Linked DNA regions of Oryzias latipes: region 1 is linked to region 2. A link is a contact called in public Hi-C data. All regions are on one chromosome and are shown on one strand. Each heading gives the region's core, a stretch centred on a gene start, on an enhancer-like site or on the middle of the called end of the contact. The rest is flanking DNA. Distances are from core to core; before and after follow the strand shown.

The links. A called contact is a pair of places that touch in the nucleus more often than the background predicts.
Region 1: a contact with region 2 is called in a Hi-C map of gastrula embryo, with 2.2 times the contacts expected there. The contact joins the enhancer-like site here to the promoter of fkbp8 in region 2. A contact is called at or near these places in 4 of 5 Hi-C or Micro-C datasets (embryo, fibroblasts and gastrula embryo).

Annotation. Positions count from the first base shown.
Region 1 is chr4:8,146,671-8,154,440 of ASM223467v1, forward strand. No RefSeq gene overlaps it. Among protein-coding and RNA genes, the nearest start is that of LOC101167695, 22 kb to the right of the region's middle. Within about 2 kb of position 1,586, at least 7 of the 8 cell types and tissues checked have an H3K27ac peak or open chromatin away from gene starts, as enhancers often do. A contact at or near this core is called in embryo and gastrula embryo, where this site is marked.
Region 2 is chr4:8,039,563-8,046,998 of ASM223467v1, forward strand. It overlaps fkbp8 (peptidyl-prolyl cis-trans isomerase FKBP8), which reads right to left and starts at 5,498. Exons shown (of 9, transcript XM_011473851.3): 1 at 5,346-5,498; 2 at 4,671-4,921; 3 at 4,340-4,509; 4 at 4,135-4,223; 5 at 3,469-3,689; 6 at 3,018-3,190; 7 at 2,873-2,950; 8 at 762-899; 9 at 1-667. The coding sequence starts at 4,920. The coding sequence ends at 581. LOC101167440 (single-stranded DNA-binding protein 3) reads right to left here. Exons shown (of 17, transcript XM_023954125.1): 17 at 7,014-7,436.

The DNA of each region.
Region 1 (7,770 bases), core at 336-2,835, 100 kb after region 2:
ACCCATTGACCGAAACCCTTGACGGACATCTGCGCACATCGATGAATGACGAAGGCAAGAAACATTTATGGATTACGTTTATCACGCATGTATCACCAAAGGCCGAAATTTCATATACGCGGAAAAATGTATGTAGTGGCTGTGTGACACGGCCTTTACATGAGCAGTATGTTTGAGTTTCTGTTTTTCTTTTACTTGAGTAAATATTTCGACGACTACTTTTACCTACTTAAGCATGATTGTTTTTAAGGGGAGTTTCTCCAACCTGAGATGTTTTTACATCACTTGCAGGCCTCTGCAGGAAAAAAATTATCATCATTTCCTGCAACGTGGCATTGATATTGTGTCAAGAATTTTCACTTTTTTTTTTAATTGCAAGTTAGATTTTTAAAAATAGAAGAATTGCTTCATCAACAGACTTCTAATATGCTAAACACATATGCTAAAAAGAGGCAGACATAATCCAAGCAGTTTGACCAGCACAATAGTCAAATGAGAATGCCATAAGGATGATCTAACTGCAACAATAACACATACTGAAGTGATTTGGAACTCCACACGTCAGATGCCTCTCAGTCTGGTGTTTTCTGTCGATCATCCTTTCCTGAGTGTCTAAAAGTTATTAAAATTGGGAAAAAGTTGCAAATGTTACATCTATTTGGTCAAGGTTCCACTGGTTTGACTTTGACACACCTTCAATAGTCATGGGTTTTGTACAAAAAATCCAAAACTTGACTTAAAAACCTGCGAAGGGTCAATTGAACGCAAGATTTTTTGACGCAGAAGCCTGAAAAGTGCACATGCATGGGTTTACATTGACTTTTTATTGGTGGTCGCTTGAACACACGTTACCGAGCCTGAGATGATCGAAGCTTTTCAATTATACTAATGTGATTTTAATTACCATTGATAAAAGAGGGATGTGTTGTCATCTTACGTTTAGGGACTTAATAAATTAAAATATAAAACTGTTAGGTAACACTTTTACATCCCGGTGAGCTACATTAAGTCCTGCTTTTGGTCTAACTCTGGACAGCTTGCTTGAAATTTTGATGAAAGCACTTTGGGGACATTTGTTTTCATTGGGTTCATCTGTTGTTTTTTTGTGGGGTTTTTTTTTTGTGTGTATGTGGTTATTTGTGCTTGTGTGTATCGGGGGGGGGGGGGGGGGTATCCACCTTATCAGCCAAAAGCCTCAGTTATTTAGTTTTACATTGACTAATTTCTTATTCCAGCGGAGGGGGTGCAGGCTACTGACTTGAACGGCGGCTTCATGACCCAAAAAAACTGTCAGTCTTTCTCTGGAATAAATTGTAGAATGTTCCATTTTGAAACCCGGGGGTGGTGCGAAGTAACATAGGTAATGAGAGCATGAAAAAAAATTGTTATGTTTTCCTTTCTAGACAAACATACATGAAAAAGTTGAAGCGATATTTGCAGCCTTTTTGTTGTTCAGATGAAAAGAGGGCTCTAAGCAGACAGGAATAAGGTGTTGCCGCGGCCACCCCCGCCTCCGTGAGAGGATGCTCGTGTGGGCTCATAGTAGAATCGATTCACAGAGAGGGCAGCTTGAAACCGTCTGGCTCTGCTCGCTGCTTCGTTTGGAGAGAGCGGCGTGTCGGACGGCTCTGGACGCATCGGCGCTGTGCATGTGTGTCTCCCCGCGTGCGCCCGCAGGAGTGGTGCGTCTGGAAAAGACTAAAGGGGAAGGGGGGGGGGGGTGCTTGGAATGTGACGTTGTTGACAGCTCTGATTGAATCTTTGGGGGCATCGGGGGGTTATGACAAATGTTGTGGGGAAATAAAGTCAGTGATGATACAACTAAGTCCTCTCTGGAGGTTCTTCCTGACTAAGCGCGTGAAAGACAGGAAGCAATTGATGTGGACAGTAACCCCCCCCCCCCCCCCCCCCCCCCCGTTTTAAAACGTATTTGCCACAGAATCGTGCTTTTCTGATCGACACGTGTCACACATGCTTCCTGGTGTTTTATGATACCTTTTGCTTGCCATAGCGAGACTCTGCGCCTTAGAAGGCAGCTACAGTACATCTGATGCCCCTATTACCTAGGATAATCATTAAAATTCTTTGAGTAAAAAAGTGGAAATTATAGATTTCTTCCTCAGAAGAAAATAATGATTGGGTAAATATGATGTTTTTCTAATCACGTAAACAAAAAGTGCCATAGATGAGCAGGAACCTGTCCCTCTTTATTATTTTCTCAATAAGGGAGGGTGCTCAGAAAACACAAAGCAAGAAACTCATATTTAACACTCATCAAAATTGTTATTTTATTTTAAAACCATAAAAAATTGCTGGTTCATACATGGAATAACCGCAGTTCTGGAAAAAAAGGCTGAAAAACAAATATTGTTTAGAATTGAAGCTATTATTGTTCTGTTTTCTTCTAAACAGGAGATGATCAAGCTGCAGCATCTGCAGCCCAAAACAAAATAACTCCATCCTTTAGGAGAACCTTTTAGTACATCTTTTCTACCTGAATGGGAGCTGTGGCTGCATTTAACCATTTCAAACATGAATACTGAAGATGGGAGTATCAAAGAAAAAAGTTCACATGTCCTCTGGAGAGAAAAAGGATTTGAGTTGATTTTTTAAGGATCTAAGTGTTAATATTTCAGTTTTGGGTAGTTTTAATGAAGAATGTTCAGGTTCCTTTCCCAGAGTACAACTTTACATTTCGATATAATTAAAGCAACATTTGAGTGAATTCGCTGAAACTCAACAGAGCATCCACTTCATCCCACTGATAAACTCCACCTTCCTTCACAGTCTCCTCTCCCATCATGCCCTTCATTTCATCACACACTTGGCGGTGGCGGCATGCCCGCACGCGCCAGCTTGTTGAATGCACTGCAGGTCGGCAGGTCTGGCCAGATAAGAGCAGCACATGGCTTTCTGCTACTGGGAGGGAGCATTCGAGTGGAACATTGCCTCTCAGATCAAACCACCCATTCAGCAGTAATATTGAGGCCAAATGCGCTCATACTTGAATCCATAGCGCCCCCTGAGGATGCTTAGCTGAGCTGCAGTTGATGCGTTGGGGGTCTTGAATGAGGCTTTGGTGTCAGAAGGAAACAGTAAAAAAAAACAACCAAAAATCTTTGCACAGTTACTTTTTTTTAATCACGTTTGGGAAGATTTATGAATATGAATGCTCTTAGATGAGTGCTCTCTGATGGTAAAAGCTGGCTGTAGTCAGTGAACGTTCAGCCGTTTACTGCTGTGTTTGAAGAACAGTCAGAGCTCTCATCAGGTGATAAACTTCCGCTCTTGTGACGTGTGTTGTCCAGGGCTAGACTAGAGGCGGATATGACCATAAACTCTGTTTGGCTTTCGCTGCGTCAACACAAAGCGACTGACAGGCCGACGACAAGCCAATTTGTTCTGAATGAGTCAGCCCGCCGCGGCACAGAAGACCCATCCCTTTAAGTTTTTTAATCTCTTCTTGCATGTCTATTTATAAAAGGGTTTATTTTAACCAGATGCTTCAGTAAGAGGTTGGAACACGACAAAATATTTTTCTCTTGTTCTCCTGTTTCTCAGTGAGATCCCAACGCAGACTAATCCTGCAAACCCCTTCAGTGCACAGACAAGGCCGGTTCAGTCAAGTTGTGGCGCTACAACAGATGACATTCCCCTCTTCATCTATAGTGTCTGGATGTTTGGCAGCTCCAATCCACCTCTGGATGGGGTGGTGGGGGTAGTTACAACAGTCAGCCACGGCATTTTGAGTTCACCTTTCCAGTGTTGCATGGCAATTTTTATTTATTTAAATAAGGCAATTTTATACTTAGAAAGAATTAAAGAAAGAAGCAAACATTTTAAATACAATACAAATAGCTTAAAGTATACAATAAAGCATGTAAACAAGTGACATTAACTTATAAAAAAATAAGATATAAGACATAAAAATGGGATTATTTTTTTTTTTATTTAAAAGATGACCTTACAAAGGCAAGGCAGTGTTTCGCTACTGCCTTAACTTTAATTACTTAATAACTACAACACCACCATCTCAATCTGACTAAACCTGCTGCAGCTACAGCTTGACTCTTCTGGTTTTTCTTGCAGCAAAGTCATTTACAACATCATCATTTGACAACTGTTTTGAGGACACGTGGTTTCCGCTTATGATGACAAGTCCACTTAGAAGTTTTATTATCGTAGTGTAGTAAATAATAGTGCACTCGAGTATGGTATTGTTGTATAATTCTATTATCAAGTAAGTTTTAATCAATGCTTCCTGTAACAGGGAGAATGGCAGAGATTCTCAAAGCAGGTTGCAGCTATCCTGCACTTACCTTATCTGTTAGCCCTTGTGCTATCTTAGATGACCCCACCCTTACATTGTCGTGTTCTCCCTACCATGACAAAGGTGGATAAAGGTGGAAAGATTTCATGTAATCCATGAACACCAGTGAAAATCACAAATCATTGAAAAAAAAGGTTCAGTGCACTGTCTAGTGGGTCTAGATGACCCCAACTCTCAATGTTAAAGTGACTAGGATGGCACAAGGGTTAAAGGAGATGGCAGTTCAACTGACTCTATTGGAGGAGGAGAAGTGCTTGATGCTACTGCAACAGTGCTGGGATGTGCTGCTGATATGTAAGCGACAGGAGGATTTGCAGAGGATGGACGTAGAAACCTCAGAAAAGGGGGATGTGAAAGTGGTCTAATAACCACATGATCTCAAGAGTAAAATAAAATTAAAGCCGGGAGCAGCGGTGTATGGTCCGCAGGTGCTACCTGCCTCGCCCTCGCTGCCTGCCTCTTTGCACCACCGCCACCCACCTTTGACCCGACCCCAGCCAAACCGTAGGTCGTGTGGCCATCCCATAATGATTACAAACTTCCTTTGGATAACCCAGACAAGGGCAAATAGGTTTTGTTAGTCGATTCCAAAAAACCTTTTCCGGATTTTTTAGTTTTAGCTGACTCAGCACATTTTTTTACGATGTTTTTTTTGTTACCACGCCCACAATGTTAATATTGTCGTATGTTACATAATTTTCCTCAGCTTGGGCCAGGGAATAGCTTGTTCCATGTTTACGACATTCTGATAAAAAATGTGCGAGCTAGCTAAGTTCGCAACAGTTGCAAACTCGCCACACACACGCCATTCAAAAACTACAACTTCTAATTCCAGCATTTTTTGCACAGTAGCATGCCATTGATGGCCGAGAAGTTACAAGATGATCGATAAAAATCCCTAGGAGGAGTTTTTGTTTGAACCTGGTACTAAAGTTGCTATTTTTATTTATTTATTTAATTTGTCGGCCTCTTTCCAAGGTCAAAGGTCAACAAAACTTTGTAATCTTTGCAGACTCAACCTGGCGGCATGTGTGTGAAATTTCGTGAAAATCGCAAAAACAAAAATGTCGTTTTCCCATATTGTAAGAAGCTCGAAAAACGCCAATTCTCAGAGTTCGCCACAAAATGGTCGCCAAACCGTAGGTTGTTTGGCCATCCCATAATGATTTCAAAACATGCAGTTGTTAATCCTTTTCTGAAAAAGTGCAGTTTAGATCCGAACAACTTGGCCAACTATAGACCAATCAAGAATCAAGTTTAAAATAGGCTAACCTACAAGGCCTTACATGGTATGACCCCATCCTATATTAAAGACCTCATAGTGCCTTACCAACCAAACAAAACACCACTCACAAAATGCAGGACTGCATGTGGTTCCTAGAATTTGTAAAAGCACAGTTGGAGGTAGAGCGTTTAGCCACCAAACCCCTGTTCTATGGAATAAACTCCCAGCTCATGTAAGAGAGGCCGACAAAGTTTCTACATTCAGAGTTAGACTGAAAACATTCCTCTTTGGACAGGCTTTGTCAGACTAGCTAGTATTCAGAGAATATTTAACTTACTATTCTTCTTTCACTTTTGGCTTCTCCCATCAGGGGTCACTACAGTGAAATAACCCTCCATTGAAGATGAGTTGCACGGTTAACATGGCAATGTTTTTACGCCGGATGCCCTTCCTGTTGCAACCATCTCAATCCAACTGGGCTTGGGACCGGCAAAGCAGCAGAGAAGGGAATAGGGAGCAGCCCGGATTCGAACCTGGTTTCACGGACAGAAGGTGCTGCAAACCAGCACGAGCTAAACCGGCCCCCATTTAACTTACTATTAACATGTTTAAATCAAACTAAATAACAATAACAATTACTTGATGGTGGTGCAAGAAGTTTGAAGCTGGGGAAAGTATGGTGCACTGGGGTTGTGTCCTCTATTCTCATCTACTTCTCCTCTCCTCCTCTAATCGTGATCACTTATTTATCATTCACTTGCAATTCATGCATTATCCCTCCCGCTCCTTCTCTCAAAAAAAAACTCCACCCCAAGTTCATTGGCCCTTTTTCCATGAAAAATGTCATCAATCCTTTTGCCATGGAGCTCACCCTACCGCCCTTCATGAAAATGTTCCTGTTTGTTCATTTTTTTCATGTTTCCCAACTCAAACCTTCCTCCTTCAGTACTCTAAGCCCTCCCGCTGACTCCCCTCCACCGCCTGGCTTGTGTGTTTATGAAATATAAATTTTTGGGAAAACAGTGAGAAGCAATGTGGATCACTTTAAAAGTTGTCTAAGTGAGTCTACAGTCATCCAACCACATTTCAATAAGCTGCTGTGTCTCATAGTCATGTTTGTTACATTCCTACTCTGTTCAGATCATGTGACGACCGGCTACGGTGGCTGTTTTCAGTTGCTCTGCTCTAGGAACGGATGGTATTCAGACTGAGGAATCTCTGAGTGAACCGAAGCTCAATTGAAAAACTAAGTCAAAATGTCCAGTCTAAATACACCTTTAAACTCTGTGAAAAGAAGATCTAACAGGCTTGTTGGTCCATCACAGTTTCATGCTGAGAACAGAAACTCACAGAAATGATTGTCTGTAGCTTCTCCAGTAAAAGTAAGAGTAATATCCTTTATTTATTTATTTTTCCCCATTTTACTTCTGACCTGTGAGACAAGTGACAGTTTTTTTTCATCATATTTAAAAAAAAATAAATCATCATTTTGCAGAATAATTTTTCCATTCATTCATTCATCAAAATGAATGAAAAAATGAATAAAATTTTTCCTTGGTTAGAAAAATCAGCTGATTCAGCTTTTTTTTGTAATGCTTTGATCTTGAACCCTTTAGGAGCACATGCGTTGGAAATTCATCAATGATCCCCACAGTTTGGCTTTTAATGACATTAACATTGGTCAAGCTTTGTGAACTCATATCAGGGTTTGATCACCCCCCTCCCACCAAATATATGAACATGAATATGTTAAAATAAATTTCTAAGGTTTTTCTGCCACCAAGTGGACAAAGTTCTTAACTACACGCTAGTATGTTGAAAGTTGTGACAGAAAGAGTTCCATCTGTTATCATCTCACACTGCATAAAACGCATAGGAGACAAGTAGCTGTGCCTAAATGCGCCTAAATGTGCAAAACTTTATCAAAATTCTAGAAGTGTTGAAAAACAAAATTACACTGTTTCCATTAAATCCTAACTATACAAATAAACACAAACCAACTCCTGAATGAGTCATTCAAAAACATGGTGACGATTGTAAACAATACTTTGATTGACAGCAGATACATTCAGATTTCTTCCACGGCACTAGCGCTCATCATCATCTATCAAAGGAGACGTCGGCGTTGGGAGGAGGACACGTGATGCTGTAGTATCGCGAGAGCCGACGAGAGGAGTGTGGTGAGTTTACTTGGCGGCGCGTAAGTTGTGAACAA
Region 2 (7,436 bases), core at 4,248-6,747:
CCCGAGGTGATGGACTCTACTCCACAGCTAAACACAGGTCATAAGTGGTTACCGAGTTCCATTTCCGGTACCTGAGCACAGCAGTCCTGCTGTTGTGAATGGGTATGTTTGTTTTGGTCACCAGTGCATGCAGGTCTAGCTTAGGTAGAAAAGGGGCAGAGATGGTGAGTTCAGAGGTCACATGACCCTGGCCCTCCAATGGGAATCATTTCACAGAATAAATACACCGTCCTCTCTCACATAAATAGTTTTAGAAGCTAAGGAACATCAAACATCACAGCTGCTGCTTTGGTATTTTTTGAACAGCTCCTGCAGTGCGAATTGCTAACCTTCAGGAGCAGAGAAACCATGGCAACGCAGGAACATCGTCTCTCAGGTGTCCACAAACCTCCAAAACTACAGCTGCAAATATTCCAACATCTGTAATTACCGCAAGTCGTTTGAAATCATGCAGAGTTCTCGGACATAGCGAAGAAAAGCGACTGATTTGGCTGAAACGCCATCCTCTCCGACCAGAAGCTCCATCCGTTTCCTTCTCCCTCGTAGCTCGGAGTCGTCACTCTCTGTCCACTGAGGGAGCTCAGTTTCTGGCCGCTATGACGACAGACAACGCCACGCCGCCGATGGCTACAGCGGTGGCGCCAAAGAGCCACTTCCAGCTGAGACCCTGCAGGTGGAAAAAGGACAGGAGGCACTTTGAGGACCCAGGGGTGATCCAAACCCTTTCAGATTCCTTTGTCCTCCCGGGATGGAGCCCTCACCCATGAAGACTTGGCCTGAGGCTTCGGCACGGAGCCGGGGGAGGAGGGGTTTCCCAGCATCTTCTTGTACATGGCCTGCTCTGCTCCTCTCTGCTCCGAGTGTTTCTTCACCAGTTTGGAGAGCTCTGCATGGATGGTCTGGAAACACAAGAACACATTTCAGAGCCACACCTGGGCTCCCAAAACATCTGAAACCATGATGCAACAAAAAGACAAAACTGTTCACTGTGGCGCCTTTAAAAAAAACACTATTTTAGCTTTTTGGACCATGACCAACCTAATCAGGCCCACATTGAGCAGTTATTCCAGGAGACGGGCCGGATTATTGCAGTTCAAGAGTGCTCCTCAGAAACCACCAAGCAAAGCAGCAGAGAATACCAGTAGAGCCAAAGCTCTGCAGGACTGAAAACCATCACGCAGAGATAACATGTGATAGGAATTTCATGCCTGCAGACCAGTCCACCCAGAGGCTTCTGGGAGAACGACAACTTGTACTGCAGTTTTTGGATCCTTTAGAAACTTGTGGCTGCTGGAAAAAAAAACAACAGGCTAGCTGACGAAACCACGAAAAGTGTTGGAAGACTGCATAGTACTATTCTCGTCTCTGTAAGACCCACTGTGAAACTCTTGAAGTTCGCAGACGACAGAAGTCATTGGGCTCATCCGGGACGGTGATGAGACTGCATACAGAGGAGAAGTGGAGCGGCTAGTCCTCTGGGACAGCCAGAACCTCCTGGAGTTGAACCCACTTAAAACGGTGGAGATAACAGTGGAGTTCAGGAGGAACCCCTCCCCCTCACAATTCTCAACAGCACTGTACCCTCCACAGACTCACACAGGTTCCTAGGGACCACCACTCTGGAAAAAGGCTCAGCAGAGGTTGTTCTTCCTGCAACAACTCAAGAAGTTCAACCTGCCTCAGGAGCTGCTGACCATCTTCTACACTGCAATAATCCAATCTGTCCTGACCACATCCATCACGGTCGGGTTTGGATCAGGAACCAGACTTCAGAGAATCATCAGATCTACTGAGAGGATTATTGGTTCCACTCTTCCTCCATCAGGACCTGTACTGGTCCAGGGTCAGGAAGCGGGCTGGCAGAATTGCAGAGGACCCCTCTCATCCCGGACATTACCTTTTCAGCATTCTCCCGTCAGGGCGGCGTTTTAGGACAACGTGCACCAAAACCACTCGCCACAAGGACAGCTTCTTCCCCCGAGCTGTCACTCTAATGAACTCCTGACAACAGACCACTCAAGAACACGGAACAAAACCACAGAAACTGTCACACCAGAACTACTGCTACATTTTTACTGTTGCATTTATTTATTTAGTTATGTTTAAATATTCCTACGTCTACCTCATAGTACTTTATTTTTATCATTTATCCTCTCCTGTCTTACTCCTTTAAATTTTTTTCATATCTTTCTAGTTTGGGCGAGAGCACAAGACACCGAAGCCAAAGTCCTTGTACAGCACTGCACTTGGCCAATAAAGCTGATTCTGATTCTGAAATCCCGGTTTGCAGCAGATGCTGATGAGCCGTTTAAGGTCACGTGTCCTTAGAGCAGCAGGAGGCTCAACAGTTTCTGTCTGAACTTCCAGAAAGAAAACCTTCACCTTCAGCAAAAACTAACACTTTCATCCATTTCAGGAAATCTGCACCAACATGCATGCAGGTGTCCATGCAAAAGGTCACCTCAGGGATGTTGAGATAAAACATTTTCAGACACACAGCGTCTCTCAGAGGAGTAAACACCACAGATCAAACATCTCGTGTGTTGGCTGCTCCAGTCTGACAGATTGGAGTGGGACTACAGCGATGGTTCTGGGCCTCAGCTGGTCCAGGAAGCCTACACACTGGAACCGGCTGTGTCCATGTATGGCTGCAGAACCACATTTAACCAGTGCAGAAGCAGAAGCAAACACTGGCTTGGCATTAGCCCAGCCTTAGGGTGAACCTATTTTCAGCAGCAACATGAAAACAGATCTCCACATATGTTGACTCAGCAGACCACGTGGCCTGCTGCAACCCATAGTCTAGGTTGTGGCACCACCTACTGGCCAAATGTAAAAATGACAATCTGCCAAGAGAAAACAGTTCAATGACCTTGTTGCTGGGATCCAGCTTCAGTGCTTTCCTCAGGGTCTGAATAGCTTCTGTGTATTCACCTTTCAAAGAGAGAACCTAGAGGAAAGAACAACCATTTAGCAGACATTCAGCAGCAGCAAGAAGCTCCGGGACTGAGGCCAACCTTGCCCATGCGAAAAAGTGCCTTTATGTTGTCTGGCTGATGCTCAAGAGCTGAAACGCAAGACTTCAGAGCAGCATCGTAATGGTCCAGCTTCAGCTGAGAGGCGGCCATGTTGTTCAGACACTTCACTCTCACATCCAGCAGCTCGTCCTCCTCCTCCGGCCGGATGTCCACTGTCCCACAAAACACAACGACAATATCAAACTTCCTTCTTTTTATATGTATTATTATTATTATTTTGTATTGCTTCACATGTTTGAAATAAATCTCAATCTAAGATCAGAGCAAAAAAGCTAAAAAGATCCACTGAAGACTCATTCACATCTGCAGGGCTTTGATTTTCACGTCATTGTTTGGTTTAAAGTTGCAGTTACTGATCAGTCACCGCAAGATGATCAGGGGGAGGAGCTTTCATTGCCGGGAAAGCGGGACGGCGTCATGAAGGTCTCACCTTTGGAACTGGACTCTGCTATCTGCAGGGCGATGCTGTAGGAGTTGACTGCAAACGCATAGTCTCCACGCTGGTAATGGACGTTGCCCCTCTCTCGTTTACGACTGGCGAGGGCAATCTTTTCTGCGGGGGGCAGCAGCTCCACATCGGGGGCATCAGTGGCCTCCAGGAGTTCCACTTCCAAGGACAGCTGAGCGTTTGGAGGAACACGAGGTTCAAGACTGACACGAGAAAAAAAAAAACAGGCAGGTTTAGTGACTGAAGCAAAAACAGCAGCGCCCCCCCCCCCCAACAAAAAAAAAAGGATGGCATAGTCAGTCTGTTTCTGTGAATCTCCAGGGATCCATACAGTTTATTTCCCAGTGATTCCTTTCCTTTACCCCCATGTCAGGAAAAGACACAGATTCTCTTGAATTAAAGACAAATGTTTGCTTTTTAAGGTCTTATTGACCCAAGTTTATGTAAATGTGAGACATGTCAAGACTTTTTTGACCACGTGTGTCAAAAAGCCCCTCCCACTTACTAAACCACCTGTGAGTAAAATAAAAAGTATTTCATTTGGAGGCTCCTCAGACTCTGGGCTCTGCTACCATCTTTCTAAAGGATGGTTAAAATTCTCTATATCACCAATTTGCAGCGTTTGATGTAGAGTAGCTTATCTCCCACCTTCCTCTGTCTCCATATGCATATTTAGGATCTGACTGGATCAGAGCCTTTTCTCCCATTTCCATAAGCTGGACCGTCAGATCCAGAGCCTGGAAGAAAAGTGTTGACTGACGTTTGACCGGAGACAAATCCACAAAACAAGACCTGCAGACGTAATTTTGAGCGTTGGGGCTAACCCTGACATATATCACCACTAAGGGTTTACCTGGATAACATCACAATCTCCCAAAGTGAAGGAGAAGTTAGGTTGCTCCTCCACCAGAGTCCCATCGATCAGGCTAGCTTTAAGGTGGATCCGTACGTTCTGACCCTTCTGAGGCCGACTGGCTCGTCCCTTCCCGGGCGCCGTGACTTTTTTCTTCAGCTGGCCATTTCCTGCAGAGAGAGAACTGTTGGCTTGTCAAGAACTACCACCAAATGCTTGTTTGGAACTCACAACTACTTCCAGAACCTGTCAGATTCAAAAGACAAATGAAGAACTGTTCTCTCTTCCAAGAAACATCAGCGGGAAGAGGCCAAACAAGTGCCAGACTCACCCAACACATCCAACCACTCATCCAGCTGAGCCGGAGCCTCTGGTTCTTCATGTGGAGACCTCTTCGCCGTCTCATCTGAACTTTTCTCCATCCCACCTCCCGCATCTTCTAAAGGAGGAGGCTCCTCATCAAAGTCCTCTTCATCCACAACCTCGAAGTCTTCTCCGCTGTCCAGCAACGACGTTTGTCCGCTCTTTCTGGCAGAAGAAGAAGCGTTTTCGCGGCCGTCTGCAGCTTCCACGGTCTCCATTCTGGAGAAGACAGTCAAACTGAGGAAGCTCGTTTTCTGTTCGCTTATCTCTGAGCTTCACAGAAAAGCTCTTCAAACAGCAGAATCTGACGTTAACGTACCGACCAGGATATCCGTTACAGTTCCCCAACATTGCATGCAGACAGTTTTACTCCAAACTTCAGAAAACCTGACGTTTCCGTGGGTTTTTAAAAAGTAACGAGGTTTCTCGGTCAAAACCTACATGCTAATGCTAGCGTTAGCTGAAGGTGGCTGGGTTAGCTAGCTATGAGCCAGCGGCTTAGCTTATTTGCATCCATCAAACTAAGAGTTTTTAGTGACACTGACATTTTGACAAAACGAAGTCGTCGATTAGAATCACTTCCAAACGAAGGAACACACACAGAAAAGTTCTTAAAATTGTAAATTAGAACGCGAACATTCACCTCCAGCCTTGTTTTGGTCCAACAGCCGCGTCCCGATCCTTCAAGCTCACGCAGGAAGTTAGACTGCGAATAGAAAAGTCTAGAGCGCACGGCGCCAACGGGAAGGGCCACAGTGGACACTCAGGCTGACTTCGTCACAGCGGTAGATCCTCGCGCATGCGCAGCAGCACTCTGCATCGCTTTAATGTTTCAAGAAGCTTTTCTCTGCTTTCAGATTAAAAGCCCCCTTAATGGTTCCATTAAAAAACACCCTGTGCTCACTCATGAAACGACGGAGAACATCCTTCACCACGAAAACGCGAACCTTTTAGAGCAGAAAGATCTGTTATGCTTTAGATCCTGATGTCACACAGTTCCAATCATTATTAAACATTTGATGAACCGAAGAACCAGACAAGTTCGCCCAAATAAGTTTCAAAGATAGAAAAACACAATAAATAATGTACTTAAACATTGTTACTAGTTAAAAACAAAAATTTGAAATGAATAAAGGAGTTTTACTGATAAATGTGTTTCACTGATTGAAGGGTGGTAAAAGAATCAGTGGCTGGCACAGAACTTTTACTTTGAAAAACAGAGAACTGCTTGTTGGTCAGTCCTGTAAATTCTTTCAGATGGTGGTGAAATGTAAAATCTCTGATGTCTTCATGTTTTCTGGTTCCTGTGAAAAAGAAGCAGCTGCATTCTGGACTGTAAACTATAAAACACATTTCAACTGATTTTGGTGTCACATAAATCCAAATGTGACCAAAGAATAGCGAAAGATGAAAACGCAAGTTTAGTCATCAAAGCTGTGAGTGATTCTTCCTGGATTTCCTCACACATTTTTACTTTTAAAGCTTAAACGATCTCTGTGTTGTTTCTGCCTCCGATGTGCTGCCGATTGGACATTTTTTAACAAGAATGTCCGGGAAACTTTGCTTATTAGCAGTTTTCACTTTAAGCAAAGGAAGAACTCGGAAGTATTTTTGGTGTCATGAGCCCAAAAGACATTTCTTTACTTCACTCTAGACCACATGTGTCAAACTTAAGGCCCAGGGGGCAAATGTGGCCTACCATGTCATTTTTTGTGGGCCGCGAGAGCATAAAAGTTTTTAGTTTTTTAGAATAAAAATACAAATTGGTTTGTATTTATTCATATCTTGGGGGAATCTGAAAATATCTGATTGGGCAACTATCCATTAGGACTTAAACACTGCCAATATAACCTAACCTGTCAGAATCAAATGTAAAAGGATTTATGCTAGAGTACCATGCAAACACATGTTTTCTATGCCGCTGTAATTGTCACTTTAAAAAGTTATAATAAATAACTAATGAGTTATTTAACATTAAAGAGTATGTACATTTATTTTTCATTACATTTAGTTACATGTATGAGTTATAGCTGGCCCCAGGACAGCCGGCACGCTGATGTGGCCCTCGCTGAAAATCAGTTTGATGCCCCTGCTTTGGACAAAGTGATCTTCTGTAAAAACATCAGCTCCTATGATTCAAGCTAACAAACTTGTATCTAAGTGGTATAAATACCCATGACTGATGTGTTCTTTCTCTAATTAAGGAATAAAACAGCTGTGTCGAGTGGAACACACCCTGCTTTCATCAAAAAGTTCCTGGTTTTAAACAGGATCTTCATGTCAGGATTTAGGAAAAGATTCAAACAGCAGAGAAAAATCAGATGATATTTATTATTGATGCATTGTTCCTGTTTGATAAGCAAATCGTTTTTTTCTTTCCGCTTAAAGAAACTTTACAATATAAAGAAACATACAAAGAACATCTTTGATACACAAGACACCTAAAACCCTAAGACAAGATTCTGGACTATCCTACCATGACATACAAAGCAAACCCAGGAAATAGACTGCTTCATATCAGAGAGGACCATGGACAGCTCCTCCTAATGGTACATTATTTTACACCACGATAGAAGTACAGAGATGGCCAAAGATCAACTTACGGCGACAGGACCAACCGGCGAGCTTCCCCAGAACTCTTACATCCAGATCTTCATTTAAAATAACATTTGTAAAAGATTTTTAAAATATCTTTTTTCTTCTAAAAGTTTTTTTTCCATGATAAAAATCCTTC